Regions from separate parts of the Mus musculus genome. Here all the other regions are linked to region 1. Evidence: chromatin contacts called from public HiChIP or PLAC-seq data. All regions are on one chromosome and are shown on one strand. The core of a region is the stretch at or near the end of the contact, and the rest is flanking DNA. Distances in the headings are between cores, read along the strand shown.

Region 1 (4,472 bases), core at 312-2,811:
AGCCCAAGGACTCAGCCATGACTGTCCATTCAGTGCTGCATTGGCCTGACCTGAGAGAACGCCACACAGCCCAGAACTAACTGGAAGGTGGTCACAGGTGGAGGACTGTGCCTAGTAACCACGGTGTTAGACCAGCACTTGGCCCGACCACTGACCACAAGTTATCAGGCCCTGAGCCTCCTCCTCAGCAAAGGAAGTAGGGACTCTGTAGGGCTGGGCGTAGCCCTCCCTGCCTAAGCCTCTGTGGGCTGTAGGGACAAGCAGAGGCCAGCCTGACCCGGAGAATGTAGCAGGCCGGCAGCAGCTGGGGAAGGCTAGGATCTGTGCAGTGAGCTGACCTTCCCTACCCACTCAGCGGAGCCTGACCTCCCAGCTCCTCTCTAGAGGCTGCATTTCCCAGCACTCGGCCGCCCCAGATGACTGGTCACGACCTTCCGGGCAGGAGGCCCTCGGACACCAACTCCTACTTAACATCAGACAGAGCAGGCCCAGGCTCAGCCAGGGTTGAGGTGTGGGGTTGGGTCAGCTCAGTGACTGAGTCAAGAAGAACTTCTCAAAAAATTCCAACGGACCACCAGCTTGCCAAGCAGGGGCTAACCGGCCCCGGGGAAGACACATAGTATGTCTACAACGCAAATGCTTGATCAGAAAGGTGAGCTGGTGGGTAGAAAAGTCAGGAAGAGGATACTGAGGGATGAGTGAGCAAGGCTGCGTGCAAGAGAATAGCAGCCTGTGGGGAGGGCAGCAGTACACAGACTGGAAACAGGGAACATCACGTGCAACCAGAAGCGGCAAGTTTCAAGGGTCTGTAGCATGTTGGCACGTGCCTCCAGTCTAGCACTCTGGAAGTAGAGACATGTAGGTCTCTTAGGAGTTCCAGACAAGCCTGGTCTACACAGGACAGCCAGAGCTACATAGTGAGACCCTGTCTCAAAAGGAAAACAAAAAGAGCCAGAGCCAGGGAGAGTGATGGTCTACGCCTATAATCTCTGAGTTCGAAGCCAGCCTGGTCTGTAGAGCTCTAGGACAGCCAGAGCTAAAAAAAAAAAAAAAAAAAAAAAGACGCTTAGGCCTGTATCCTGAGCTAAGAGATGTGAAGGATGTGAAGGACTTAAGAGTTGAGGCAGCAGAGAGTCGAATCAAACAGAGATCTGGATTGTTACGAAGCAGGGGAAGGTTTGAATGGAGATGGCAATAAAGTGACCAGTAGGTAGTCTCGGGGTGAACTTCCCTTGTGATTGGCGCGCCGAAAAGGATTAAATTAACCACACACTTCGGATGGAGCAAGGTCCTGGGCTCAATCTAAGGTTAGAGACTTCTTTGCGCCCTTAGAGAAAGTCTGTCCCGGTATACGGCAGACTGGGTTAGGGACAGTTCTCTCTGACTGTGGAGATTAGCTCTCTCCTGCCCTAGCTACCTAGTGAGCTCCTCGGCTGCTGCGAAATGAAGGTTAAATCGAAAAGCCAGCCAGCACCTTACTTAGCCTAGCCTGAAGAAGACAGGCACCGGATTTCTGTGCAGATTGAGCCCCAGGGGTGGGCTCGGCATGGGGGCGGAACCAGCAGGGTGGGATGCCCTGCCCTTTAGCGCAGCGCCTGCCCAAATAAGGCGAGCGGCCCGACCGCGCTCCTTCCCAAGGCCCCGCCTCCACCACAACTTGCTGGGAAGTGCAGCAAAATCCTGTCTCACTAAGGACTGTAAGAGCCTGGGGAAGCACGCTGGGCATCTGCCAGCATGTCCCCGGTACAGGACCTGAAAACCAGAACTAGCAGTGGGCCAGAGTGGGCTTAGTAGATGCTGGGGGTTACCTGAGAGCCTGGGGCCGGTGCAAAGAGCATTCTGTATGGCTGACCTGCAGAACTTCTGCCAGTGGCGTTGAACTCGCCTCTTTATTTCGTATTTGTATGGATGGCTGTTTTAACAGTTGTGAGCCATCATCATATGGATGCTGGGAACTGAACTCGGGTCCTCTGCAAGAGCAGCCAGTGCTCTTAATCGCTGAGCCATCTCTCCAGACCCGGGCTCCATTATTTCTCATATCTCAACCGCTCCTAAATAAGGTCGAGGAGAAAGACTAATAAGGCTAGGTTAAGTACAGCTCTTATTAGTAATCTCTCCTTTTAAGAAAAGAAGTCTCAAACTGGAAACCTTGGGACAGGAGATGGAGATAGGTCCGTTTGTGATGTAGCGTTTCTTTTTTGTTGGTTTGAGAAAGGGGCTCAGTATCTGCAGCCCAGCCTTGGATATACTATGTAGGAGTTCTGAATCGCTGATTGTTTCCACCTCCTAAGTACTGGAGATACAGGTAGCTTGTCTCTGGTTCTCCGGCTCCTCCGCCTACCCCCCACCCCCGCGCGGGCCTCTTCTCCCCTCCCCCAACACACACAGGAGAGTAAAGAGGAGGAAGAGGAAGCCCAGAACACAGTGCACACCGGCAAGCTTGCTGATGACCTTCAGGCTTGCTATGTGCACCTCCTGTGTCTACAAGCCATCACACCTGCTGAGAGAGCAAACCATCGGGCACCTCGTCCCTCTCCATCCATGGCAAGGAGGGAAGAGCGCCTGGAACCTGGCTGTGCCTCCGTGGGGCACACCTGCTACATACAGATGCTGGCACATCAGCACACTCCCTCTCAGCTGCCTCTAGACCTCTGGGTATGACAGCCTTGCTTCTCACTGCCCACCTGGTCCCAGGGCACCCAGAATCTGAGGGATTCTGAAAGCTAGGAATCTGACTCCCCTGAGTCTTGTGCCATTGATGTACTCCCACGGCCCCAGGACCTGCAGGAGAAAAGCCATGCTCTTCCCAGGGCATGCCTGCCATCTTTGGCATGCCAGGCCCAGGCCCCTCTGCTGCACTGTTTTAAACTGTATGGATTTTTTTTTTATTGTGTGTGACAACTTTCCATCATATGGATCCTGAGGAGTCATATGAAGGCTTCAAAGTCCTAAACCACTGAGTTATCTCTCCAACCTGTCTGCTGCATCCAGTACACTTTCCTCCTAGGCGAACCCTTTGCAGTTTCTTCACCTGACACATTTTGAAAGCGCTAGAGGACCACCCAAGAACTCTTAAGCATACAGTCAGGAGGCATAGTCCAGTGAAGGAGTCCAGGCCTTCGTGAAGGTTACAGGAGAGTGAGACTTAGAAACAGAAAATAGCGAAGCTGGTGAACCCTCCATTGTAGGACTCTTACCTCCACATGCACAGAATCCCTGGATTCAGTCCCCACCACACACCTACGCACACACATGCAGTGGCATGAACAGTAAGGGTACATACAACCAAAGTTAAGAGGTGGAGGCAGGAGGATTACCAAAGAGTCATTCTGGGCTATGTAATGAAGACCAGGCTATCTAGGACTACTGACAAGACCTGCTTGAAAACAAACAAACAAACAAACAAACAAACAAAAAGGCAGCCAGTCCCCTCCCATAGCTTCAATCAATTTGATCTCTTCCTGGATCTCTACATCAGAGCCAGCCAGCTCCACCTCCTGTCAGATCCTGCCCTGGACCAGCTAATTATATAGGGGAGCCTGCAATATAACAGATTGCCTTGCTTGGGGACATTTGGTAGGCCTCCCTGGGTGAAGAAAAGGGTGCTCTCAGGCTGAGAGGAGGATTTTGAAACAAACAGGCATAAATGTGTGCAGCTGTGTGGGCCCCACGTGAGCAGGAAGATCAGGCGTCAGGAAGGAGGAAGGAGGGCTGCAGCCAAGTGGAAAGGCCTCTCAAGCAGGCTCCCTTTGTCCTGTGGATCCAAGGCAGTGACTGTTCAGGGCTTTGACCGTGACCAGGAATAAGAAACACATTGCCTCACAACCTGGCACAGGCCATAACATTAAAACGAGTTTCATCAGTTCACGCCTACTGCCCCAGTGCATGCTGGGCTTTTCTGTCCTACCACCATCATGATTAACTAACTGGAGGGGCCAGTGAGAGGGATCAGCAGGTAGGGACCAAGCGTCAGGCCTCATGATCATCCCCTGGACCCACACGGTAAAAGAAGAGAGATGACTCCTAAGAGCTGTCTTCTGACCTCCCTATGTGCGCTGTTGCACGCGAATGCACACCCATTTGCAAAACAAATACATAATCTTTTTTTTTTTTTTTTTAGATAAAAAACAGGCTTTTGGAGCTGGAAAATGTAGCTCTCAGCTGGAAGAGGGCCAAGCATGCACCAAGCCATGGGTTCAATCCCCAGCACTGCGTAAACCGGTTATGGTGATATATGCCTGGAACCCTAGCACTCAGAGATGGAGGCAGGAGGATCAGAAATGTAAGGTCATCTTTGGCTACATAAGTCAGAGAGTCTAGCTTAGGCTAAATAAAATCCTGCCTTTAAAGTATATAGAATAACTTACTTGATTCAAGTGTGGTGACATGTGTCTCTAAGTCCTGTATTGTGAGGATGAGGCAAAGGGATTGCTTCAAGTTCGAGGTCAGCCTGAGGTATATAGTGAGTTCAG
Region 2 (4,418 bases), core at 1,166-3,665, 78 kb after region 1:
TTGATATGTGACCCACCCTTTCACAGGGTCGCATATCAGATATCCTGCATATCAGATAGTTATATTATGATCCATAACAGTAAGAAAGTTACGGTTATGATGTAGTAAAAATAATTTTTGGGGGGCTACCACAACATGAGGAACTGTATTAAAGGGTCACAGGTTTAGGAAGGTCGAGAACCGCTGGGTTCTCATGTCTTAGCTGGGTATAAGAGGAACTCAATGAAGTCTAGACAAGACTACACATTGAAACTTTGTCTCAAACCAAACCAAGCTATGAACTATGCCCTTGCACCACTCAAACCTGCCTCTTTTGGTTTGCTGCTCTGTAGGATGGAGTGCTCTCAGCTCAGTCTATGGACTGCTGTCCAAGCAGCCCTCAGAGTCCCCTTCCACTTTAGATCAGCCCTTAATGGTCAGATCGGCCCTTTGCGAGCCCAGGTTGTTCACCCCAGTGGTGAGTAGAGCCTCTCTCCAGATGAGCATCAGCAAGGCGAACAGTCCTTGGGTTGCCAGTGCTGAGTAGCTACTCTCAAAGCTTCCATGCTGAGTACTTAGCCTGACTGAGGAGCCACTCCTACTTCTCCTGGAGGTGCTGCCTCCATTCTGACCTTGCCTCACCACCAGGACCCTTGTGAAGTTCATTGCCCATGCCAGACTGGGAACACAACATGTTTCTACCTGACTGGTCAGACACACAGGTTTCATTCCAACCCCCTCTCTCTTGGCTCCAGTGGCCTCGGTTGGGTGGCTGTATTTCCTTGGCTTCTGGGGCCTAACTACCATGAAGTGTGTGTCTAGTATCTACATGAATAGGGAGGGGGTCTGGCTTCTGACCCCATCCTAGTCTCTCACTTGAAGCTCTTTGACCTTGGGTAAGTTGTGGGACCACTGAGTCCGTTTTTTTTTTTTTTTTTTTTTTCCCCATTAAGCTGTAGACTGAGATAAAAAGCAATACCTCAGGGGTTTGCTGCTCAGTGAAGCCTTATTGATCCCTTTGCATCTTTACACATGCTTTGCCCAGGCCAGTGGCAAGTTCAAACAAACACACACACACACACACACACACACACACACAAATCTACTTTAGGTGCTGGAGAGGTGACTCAGTTGGTAAAGTATTTGGTAAAGAACCAAGTTAGGATCCTGAGCAATTGCATCCAAAAAAAATCAGATATACTGGTACCTGCCTGTAATTCTAGCCAGGGGAAGCAGACACAGAAACATTCCTGGTGCCTACTTAGGGAACTGCATGTACGGTGACAAATTTCTGTTAAAAATGGGGGTGGGGAGCCGGGCGTGGTGTTGCATGCACGCCTTTGATCCAGCACTTGGTAGGCAGAGGCAGGCGGATTTCTGAGTTCGAGGCCAGCCTGGTCTACAAAGTGAGTTCCAGGATAGCCAGGGCTAAACAGGGAAACCCTGTCTGGAACCCCCCCCCCCCCCAAATGAGGGTGGGGCTGGGGGGCTAGAGAGATGGCTTAATGGTTTAGAGCACTGACTGCTCTTCCAGAGGTCCTGAGTTCAATTCCCACATGGTGGCTCACAACCATCTGTAGTGGGATCTGATGCTCTTTTCTGGTGTGTCTGAAGACAGCTACAGTGTGCTCATATATATTAAATAAATAAAATAAATAAATAATAAATAATGGAAAGCTAGAGAGATGGTAAAGTATTAAGAGCACCAACTCCTCTTCCTGAGGACTAGGGTTCAATTCCCAGCCCCTACCTACATGGGTGCTAACAATTGTCTTTATCAGAGCCCTCTCTGGATTCTGTCAGTACTGTACACAAGTGGTGCAGTCATGCCTGCCAGCGCGCGCGCGCGCGCGCGCACACACACACACACACACACACACACACACACACGAGAGCAGTGGAAGAAGATAACCCACTGCTGACCTCTGACCTCTGCACATGCAGGAATACACACACACACCACACACATGCAGAAAGCTATTTTGTATGTTACTTTTTCATTATGACTGTATGAAACAGTCCCATCAGGTTAGTGCGGCTGGAGTCCGGTTAGTGTTCTCATTTTATGGCAGGACATGTTGAGACTCCAAGAACCTAATAAACAAGCCATAGGTAGACAGCAAGAGAGCTTAGATCCTCTTCCTGTGGCCTTTCCCACCTAGTGTATGGACAATGGTGCCCCCATGGCTTTTGGTTCTGATGGCTTAACATCCTACCTCAGGTGAGTGTGGTGGGTTAGGAAGGAGCTGGTAGTTTTAGCCTGCTTTCTTCAGAGAACCCAGCCTTTTGGCTTCTCCAGCGTGGCTTCTCTTGCTAGCTACCGCGAGCATGCTGTTCTCAGCCCGCCTTTTGCCCATAGCCTGCTGCCTGCACTGTTTGCTGTCCCTGTCAGGGTAAGGAGGAGGAAGTAACTGTTTAGCCAAGTGCTCAGGAGGAATGCCTCATTGTCCCACACTGTGGAGCATGTGGCACCCTCTGCCCTGGCCACAGGTTGAGTTCCAGGCTTCTAAGGATCCCTCCTGCTGCTGCTTAGCTGTGTGTCCTGCATGTGAGAATACTGGTGATGCTCGCAGGTGGCAGGGCTCTGCTTTATCATGCACCCGCAGTATAGAGCACTTTGGGAGCCTTCTGTGAAAAGCACCTGAAGATGCTGGAGTGGGGTGGGGGTGGGGACGGAGGGGGGACGGGCACTTCCCTTGGAAAACCTGTCTTGGGCTTTAATTATCTTTAGGTTGAAATACCAGCCCTTCCCTACAGCCCACCCCTTTTCTTTGGGCTTTCAGACAAGAATGTGAAGAATGCGGTCCTCTGTTGTGGACCTAAGTAGAGGTCTGGGTGCTGGGGCCATCTGGGTGCCTAGGCCATCTGGACGCTGGGGTAGGACTCAAGGCTCTTTTCGCTTTTACAGGCCGCTTTGTTATGCCTAGACTGACAGGGACATTCCGGATCAGTTGTTTGTTTCAAGTCATGACAATTCCAGGCTTATTAAATTCCTGTATATTCTGTGTGACCCCTTTGAGACTCCCAGGAGCCTTACCTCAGAGGAATCAAGTTCAAAGGGATTGGCAGGGGGAGTCCGTGGTGCAGGAAATATCAGTATCAGGCCTGAGAATCAGTTCTGCTGCTCTTGCTATGGGATAAGGAGACCAGACTCACCCCTGCGCCTTTTCTTCTTCATCTGTTGTCTGCTATGGTCCTTACTGAAATGTTTCATGTGTCTGCTGCTGCCTTGCATCCTAGGAGGCAGGGAGCAAGAGGGTTGGATGCAGGACCCTGAAGCTGAGAATGAGACTGCAGGGTGCAGACACCAATAGCAAGCATGTACCAGTTGTCTCTGGTGAAACAGGATACCAAGAGAAGTTAGCTGACAGGGCTGCCGTGTGTAAGGGCGGTTGCTCCGAAATATGAGCAGGATAAAGTACTTTGAGGTGGCTTCAGTAAGGTAAAGTCCGCGTGATTAAATAGTTCATTCATGCCGGGCAGTGGTGGCGCACGCCTTTAATCCTAGCACTCGGGAGGCAGAGGCAGGCGGATTTCTGAGTTCGAGGCCAGCCTGGTCTACAAAGTGAGTTCCAGGACAGCCAGGGCTACACAGAGAAACCCTGTCTCGAAAAACCAAAAAAAAAAAAAAAATTAAAACAAAACAAAACAAAACAAAACAAAGCTCATTCATACCCCTCTCCCAGACAGCAGAGCCTAACTCAGGAGCATCGCCTTCTGCACTAATCCCAACATCACGGGGACACTTCTGTGCTGCTAAGTCTGTTGGCATGTTTGCATGTGTACACGTCTCAGAGTACAGATCTACACATGCCATTGTATGCACATATCTCCGTGTGTACCCAGATCTGTATACGACTCTGAACAGGTCTGTGTGTATACAGATCTGGGTACATGTTTGTGTGTGACTGGGTCTTTGTAAGTACATGTCTCTGTATACATACATGTCTGTGAGTGTGTACAGGAGTATGAGTGTGTGCAAATAGGTCTTTGTGTGCACATGTCTTTGTATGTCTGTACCCAGGTCTTTGGGCATGTGTCTTTGTGTGTATGTATCTGTTCAGGTGTATAGGTCTCTGTGTGTACATATCTGTGTCTGTAGCTAGGTCTATATTTTCTGTGTGTATGTGTGTGGGTGTGCGAGTCTGTTCAGAGGTGAGAGAAAGCTATGGAAGTTGGCCTCTCCTTATCCTATGTAGCTCCTGATGACCAAAGTCAAGAAGGTGCTAGGCTTAGTAATAGGCACTCTCCCCTGAGCCATCTCACTGGCTTGTATCTGGGCCTTTATGTAGCTATTGCTACATGCATATGGAGGTTGTGGGTATAGAGCATGCTACAAAGCAGGATGGCCAGGCCTGAATGTCCCCAGTGTTGTGTTTTGTAAAAAAGAGCCAGGATATGTTCATAGTAGGAGGTATGGTGAGGTGGAAGGGGTTGCC
Region 3 (4,446 bases), core at 975-3,474, 100 kb after region 1:
TGATCCATATCCCTAGCTCAATAGATTCTTTTTCACAACTCAGCTTTATGGTTTTCACCAAAACTCAACAGCTCCCACCTCGACTCATGCTTTGATCTGGGCCAGCAAAGCTACTTTGAGAGTAACTACTGGAAAGCTGACCTCATGATTTTGTGAGTCAGTGCACCCTTATCCAGCAGAGGTAAATTTGAGAAATCCATCTGTAGGGGCCAGAGGGCCAGGGTTTGAGTCCCTTGCATCCGCTTGGTAGCTCACAAATGTCCGTAACTCCAGTTCTAGGGGGTCCAGTGCCCTCTTTGGCTTTGGAGGACACCAGGCACATAGACATACACATACACAAAACTTGTCTTTTAAAAATCCACTGTAAAATCCAGTGGGCAGACCATGTTTGCCTGCTGTCGGCATTGCTGTACCAGTGTGTGTCCTGCCCTCCTAGGTTCTGGCAGAGACTGTGGTAGGGCTATGGCCTAGTCAGTGTACTAGGGCCAGACAGTGCTCTGTTCAGAGCAGAGAGCCGCTTTCCTTTCCCTATTGGCTTTCAGGAGTAAAGCTATCAGATGAGCAAAGATAATTTCCTGAAGTCAAAGTGAGCAGCCTGCATACATAAAGTTCCTGCAATCTTGATCTGGGTACCAACTCAGGGTTGACTCCCAAGGACCTAAGATGTTTTTGGTGTTCAGATAGTAGAGATTGGGAGTGGGGGTGGGGGTTATAGTCTGTTCATAGTCTTGTCTGTACACCTTCACCTGGTCCAGAAATACAGTAGTAGGTGTATTTCTGAAAGGTGAGGGAGTGCCACTGTGCTCCTATGGCCTGCTCTTCTTGGCAGCCTCCAGCATACCTCTTAGTAGACTGGCAAGATTGCTGGAGGCCCCAGCATTTTCAAGGCGGCGTCCCCAGCCTCATGCTTCTAACGGATGCTTCTGAGCTTATTGGGTGGGGTGGGGCAGCGGGGTGTGCATTTGTCATGGGTAGTGGGCACTCATGTGGTTTTGGATTTCCAGGCCAGAAACCTGTTGGAGATGCCTGTGCCAGGTGGGCTGCCATCGAGAACGTTTTGTCTCAGCTTTGCTGGCAGAGAAGTGGGAAGAGTCCAATTTTGCTGGTGCATCTGGCCCAGAGAAAGCTTGTTTAGGGCTTTGCTTGCTTCAGCACAGTGCAGGTCATCTCTGGAGCTTTGTTCTAATCACCCAGGCAGGGAGGGCTGCCTGAAGAGTGTAGGTGTGGGCCCAAGTCCATCATCTGTCTAGTGGGCATTGCTGCTCGGTGAGCTACCTGTGTGTCCAGGACCACGCTCTGTGTTTGGGGGACCATGGCAAAGGGCTTCCTTCCTTCCTTCCTTTTTTTTTAAGATTATTTATTTCATGTATATGAGTACACTGTAGCTATTTTCAGACATACCAGAAGAGGACATCAAGTTCCATTACAGATGGTTGTGAGCCACCATGTGGTTGCTGGGAATTGAACTCAGGACCTCTGGAAGAGCAGTCAGTGCTCTTAACCACTGAGTCACTCTCCATCCCCCAAGGGGCTTCCTTCCTAAAGGGTTGTCCGTTGGAGTCTGCTAGAAGACCTCTGCAGCCTGTCTACAACCTCTGCTAATCAGTAGGAAGTGGTATTTCACACCCTCTCTTCTCGCCTTTCTGTCTGCTTCCCAAGCCTGTCACCCAAGCTGTGATCAGGCTGTGGAGATGGCATCAGAGGCTCTCATCGTGAGTGGCCGTGGCCTTTGCATAGAGGTTGGTTGGACCCAGCCTGTTGGTGCTTTTACTGGGACAAAGGCCTGAGTTCTCTCAGTCAAATCATCAGGTCCCTCAGGATCTGTGGCCTTATCCCCAGGCCACTCTAAGGCCTTCCCACCTCTAGCTTTGAACTGGAGCCCCATATTTCACATGCTTTGCAAAATCCTTTGTGCCGTGGCTTCCTGAAGTCTAGATGGGGTTGAGAGGTGACGCTGGAGTTTCAGTGTCTGCTCAGGGTGAGCCAGTCGCCTTGCCTACACAGTAAGCCGTCCTCAGGTCTGCTGTGCAATTTTCTCCAGAGCACATTCGCAGGGGGCTGCCTGTCAGAGTGCTGACTTGGGTAGGCATGTTTGCCTGCCTTGACATTTGCTTCTCAGCTCCAGAGAACCCAGTGGACCTGGAGATGAGCTCCCTCAGGGAGGCACTCAGCCAGTTATGGCCTTGTGACAGTTCCTCCAGGGAGGTACACTCTCTGAGCCCAGCCATGAGTCAGTTGTAGTAGCTGCCTGCACCCTTCCTCCTGTACTTCCTGTCTGGCTGATGTCACCACTGTGCTAGTAGTCTCAAGCCTCACAGCCTTTTATGGACAAGAATCAGCCATTGCTCCTCTGACAGGAAGTGAGCCATAGTGTGTCTGCTCCCCTCCCCCAGTGTGTAGGACTCCAAATGCCTGGGATGAAACACCTGCCCAGGCCTCAGGTGGTCTTCTGAGTTGGCTAGAAACCTGTCCACTCAGGGTGGCCACATCAGCTCTGATGTCATTCTGTGGACCCAGCCTTGGGGCTTCTGGGTTTAAATATATATAGTCAGGGGCAGCAAGAGCTTGACTGCTGAGTGTTTAACTCATGCAAGCCTTATTTATTTATTTATTTATTTATTTTGCGGTTCTGGAAGGTTCTGCTAGGAGCTTGGTGATGTAGTGTGGGGGTGGCTAAGGAAAGAGTTCTGAGTAGGCCTCAGGCATTTATTGCCACAGGTCTTCAGAACAGACCCTGCTCATTCCAGAGGTCAAGGGCAGGGCTAATGACTTCCTTTCTAACTGCTCTGGGTGTATGGACCAATAGTAGTCAAACTGCTCTCTGCCAGCCAATGTCCCCTGCTCCAGGGCTTTGTCAAGATTCTGACTGAGGAAAGGCTGTGGCTGTTGAGAGTTCTAGAGACCATGGCTGAGACTCACAGCCCTATCTCAGCCCACATCCTCTGAGATGGGGTCCTGGTGGTTCAGAGCCTGTGTCTGAATAAGGTTATGCTGGTGGCTGTTACCTTCCAGGTCCCAGGGTAGAAAAAAGACAAAAGGGCATTTCAGATAAACTGTTAGACCGCATAGGACCAAGTATGGACTTGGGCAGAAATAAATGGCTTCCGGAGGCCTGTGAGTGTACTCAGCCACAGAGATGACAGTGTGAGGCAAGGTTATTGAGTGCTGGGTGCGCACGCATGTGCGTGTTTGTATATGTGTGTGTGTTTGTCCCCATGTGTGTGTCCATGTCCCTAACTGAACACATAGGATGGCAGGCAGCAGAATGAGCTGGCTTAGGCCTACCACTTGCTGGGACTTCCTTATCTGTAAGGGATGCCCTGAGCTCAGGAGCAGATTTCAAACATAGTGCTGTGAAAGAGTCACCCGCCTTTCCTGAGTGCTGAGGGTGTCCTTTGGCCACCCAGGAGGTCAGGTGTCAGACTGCAACTTCCAGAAAGTGTTGGAAGGCTCTTGAGGCTTTAGAGGCTGTGTGAGTCACTCTAAGCAGGTGGCTTCTCCGTGCTCAGTGTTGGGGGCCTTACTCAGGTGGAGGAGGAGGCCTCTTGGTAGGGCATCTCTGAAAGCAGTGGCTCAGCAGGGTCTGAGGAAGCAGGTTGGGATTCCTCCGAGCCTGTGTTTGGGCTGCAATGGCAGCGGAGAGGTCAGGTCAAGGGGCAGAGCTAAGGGTCCTAGGTAGGCAGAGGTCTCATGAGTCTGGCTCCGAGCTTTAAGCTTTTGGAGCACATGCAGGCCTGTATGTGTGTGTACATAAGTATATAGCATGCTGTGGATCTATTTACACACAGGAGTCTGTGTAGGTGCTGCTTTGTGCACTGAGTTCCTGCTTGATGTCTGTGCACATATTCTTGTGCACCAGGGCACACACTCTGTGCGTCTGCCTACATGTCTCTGCTTTTGTGCATGTGTGTCCGTGTGGGTTGGCTACCCTGCTTCCTGTTCAGTAGTGAATAATTCTCTGACTCCTCCTCACGTAAAGGAATTCCAGTCATCCAGGGCCTGGGCCTGGACAGCCCTGGGAAACAGTGCCTTCTGAAAGGAATGGAGAATGTTTCCTTTTATGGTAGCACCAGGCACTTTCTGCTCGTGCCTCGCCAGCACAGGCAGGTACATTCTTGCCTGCTCCGGAGCGGTGACTAAACATGCCCGCCTGCAGCCACAGCTGGGGCCGACCACAGGGAGCTGCTGGGGGAGGGCAGGGCCTGGGATGACAGAGATGCTTGCTTCAGCTTCGCGGGCCACACTGCTGTTGGGGAAGAAGGGGTGGAACCAGCTCTCCTCTAGCCTGGCCCCAGCCCCTCCTGCCATCTCACCCAGGCTCTGCTCCACTCTGGCTCAGTCCTTGTCTGGCAGCCTTGAAGAATGCATTTTGGGGAGTGGGGGGACAGGGTGAGGGGAAGGAAGGTTGAGTGCCCCCTTCTCGACTTCTGTCTGAGTAGTTCTCAG

Evidence for each region. HiChIP or PLAC-seq counts read pairs in DNA pulled down with a chosen protein or histone mark.
Region 2: a contact with region 1 is called in an H3K27ac HiChIP or PLAC-seq map of epiblast stem cells. The contact joins two enhancer-like sites. A contact is called at or near these places in 5 of 15 datasets of contacts at CTCF or cohesin (CD8 T cells, the NIH/3T3 cell line, embryonic stem cells and 1 more), 48 of 484 Hi-C or Micro-C datasets (the 4T1 cell line, the C2C12 cell line, the C3H10T1/2 cell line and 26 more), 33 of 115 datasets of contacts at active chromatin or transcription factors (DN3 thymocytes, the HPC-7 cell line, Th17 cells and 19 more) and 5 of 9 other capture datasets (adipose tissue, embryonic stem cells, embryonic tail and 2 more).
Region 3: a contact with region 1 is called in a FOXA1 HiChIP or PLAC-seq map of pancreatic cancer cells. The contact joins two enhancer-like sites. A contact is called at or near these places in 3 of 15 datasets of contacts at CTCF or cohesin (CD8 T cells, embryonic stem cells and stem cell-derived epiblast-like cells), 33 of 484 Hi-C or Micro-C datasets (the AML12 cell line, the C2C12 cell line, CD4 single positive thymocytes and 18 more), 38 of 115 datasets of contacts at active chromatin or transcription factors (the HPC-7 cell line, SST interneurons, T-cell acute lymphoblastic leukemia and 25 more) and 4 of 9 other capture datasets (adipose tissue, embryonic stem cells, liver and 1 more).

The regions. Positions count from the first base shown.
Region 1 is chr15:77,902,605-77,907,076 of GRCm38.p6, reverse strand. No RefSeq gene overlaps it. Among named protein-coding and RNA genes, the nearest start is that of Txn2, 24 kb to the left of the region's middle. Within about 2 kb of position 1,561, at least 201 of the 459 cell types and tissues checked have an H3K27ac peak or open chromatin away from gene starts, as enhancers often do. A contact at or near this core is called in the C2C12 cell line, CD4 single positive thymocytes, CD8 T cells and 23 more, where this site is marked.
Region 2 is chr15:77,825,963-77,830,380 of GRCm38.p6, reverse strand. The region is part of intron 1 of Myh9 (myosin, heavy polypeptide 9, non-muscle); the gene reads left to right. Among named protein-coding and RNA genes, the nearest start is that of Myh9, 14 kb to the left of the region's middle. Within about 2 kb of position 2,415, at least 62 of the 459 cell types and tissues checked have an H3K27ac peak or open chromatin away from gene starts, as enhancers often do. A contact at or near this core is called in differentiating embryonic stem cells, embryonic stem cells, embryonic tail and 5 more, where this site is marked.
Region 3 is chr15:77,798,554-77,802,999 of GRCm38.p6, reverse strand. The region is part of intron 3 of Myh9 (myosin, heavy polypeptide 9, non-muscle); the gene reads left to right. Among named protein-coding and RNA genes, the nearest start is that of Myh9, 41 kb to the left of the region's middle. RefSeq lists an enhancer at 1,701-4,446. Within about 2 kb of position 2,224, at least 290 of the 459 cell types and tissues checked have an H3K27ac peak or open chromatin away from gene starts, as enhancers often do. A contact at or near this core is called in the C2C12 cell line, CD4 single positive thymocytes, CD8 T cells and 19 more, where this site is marked.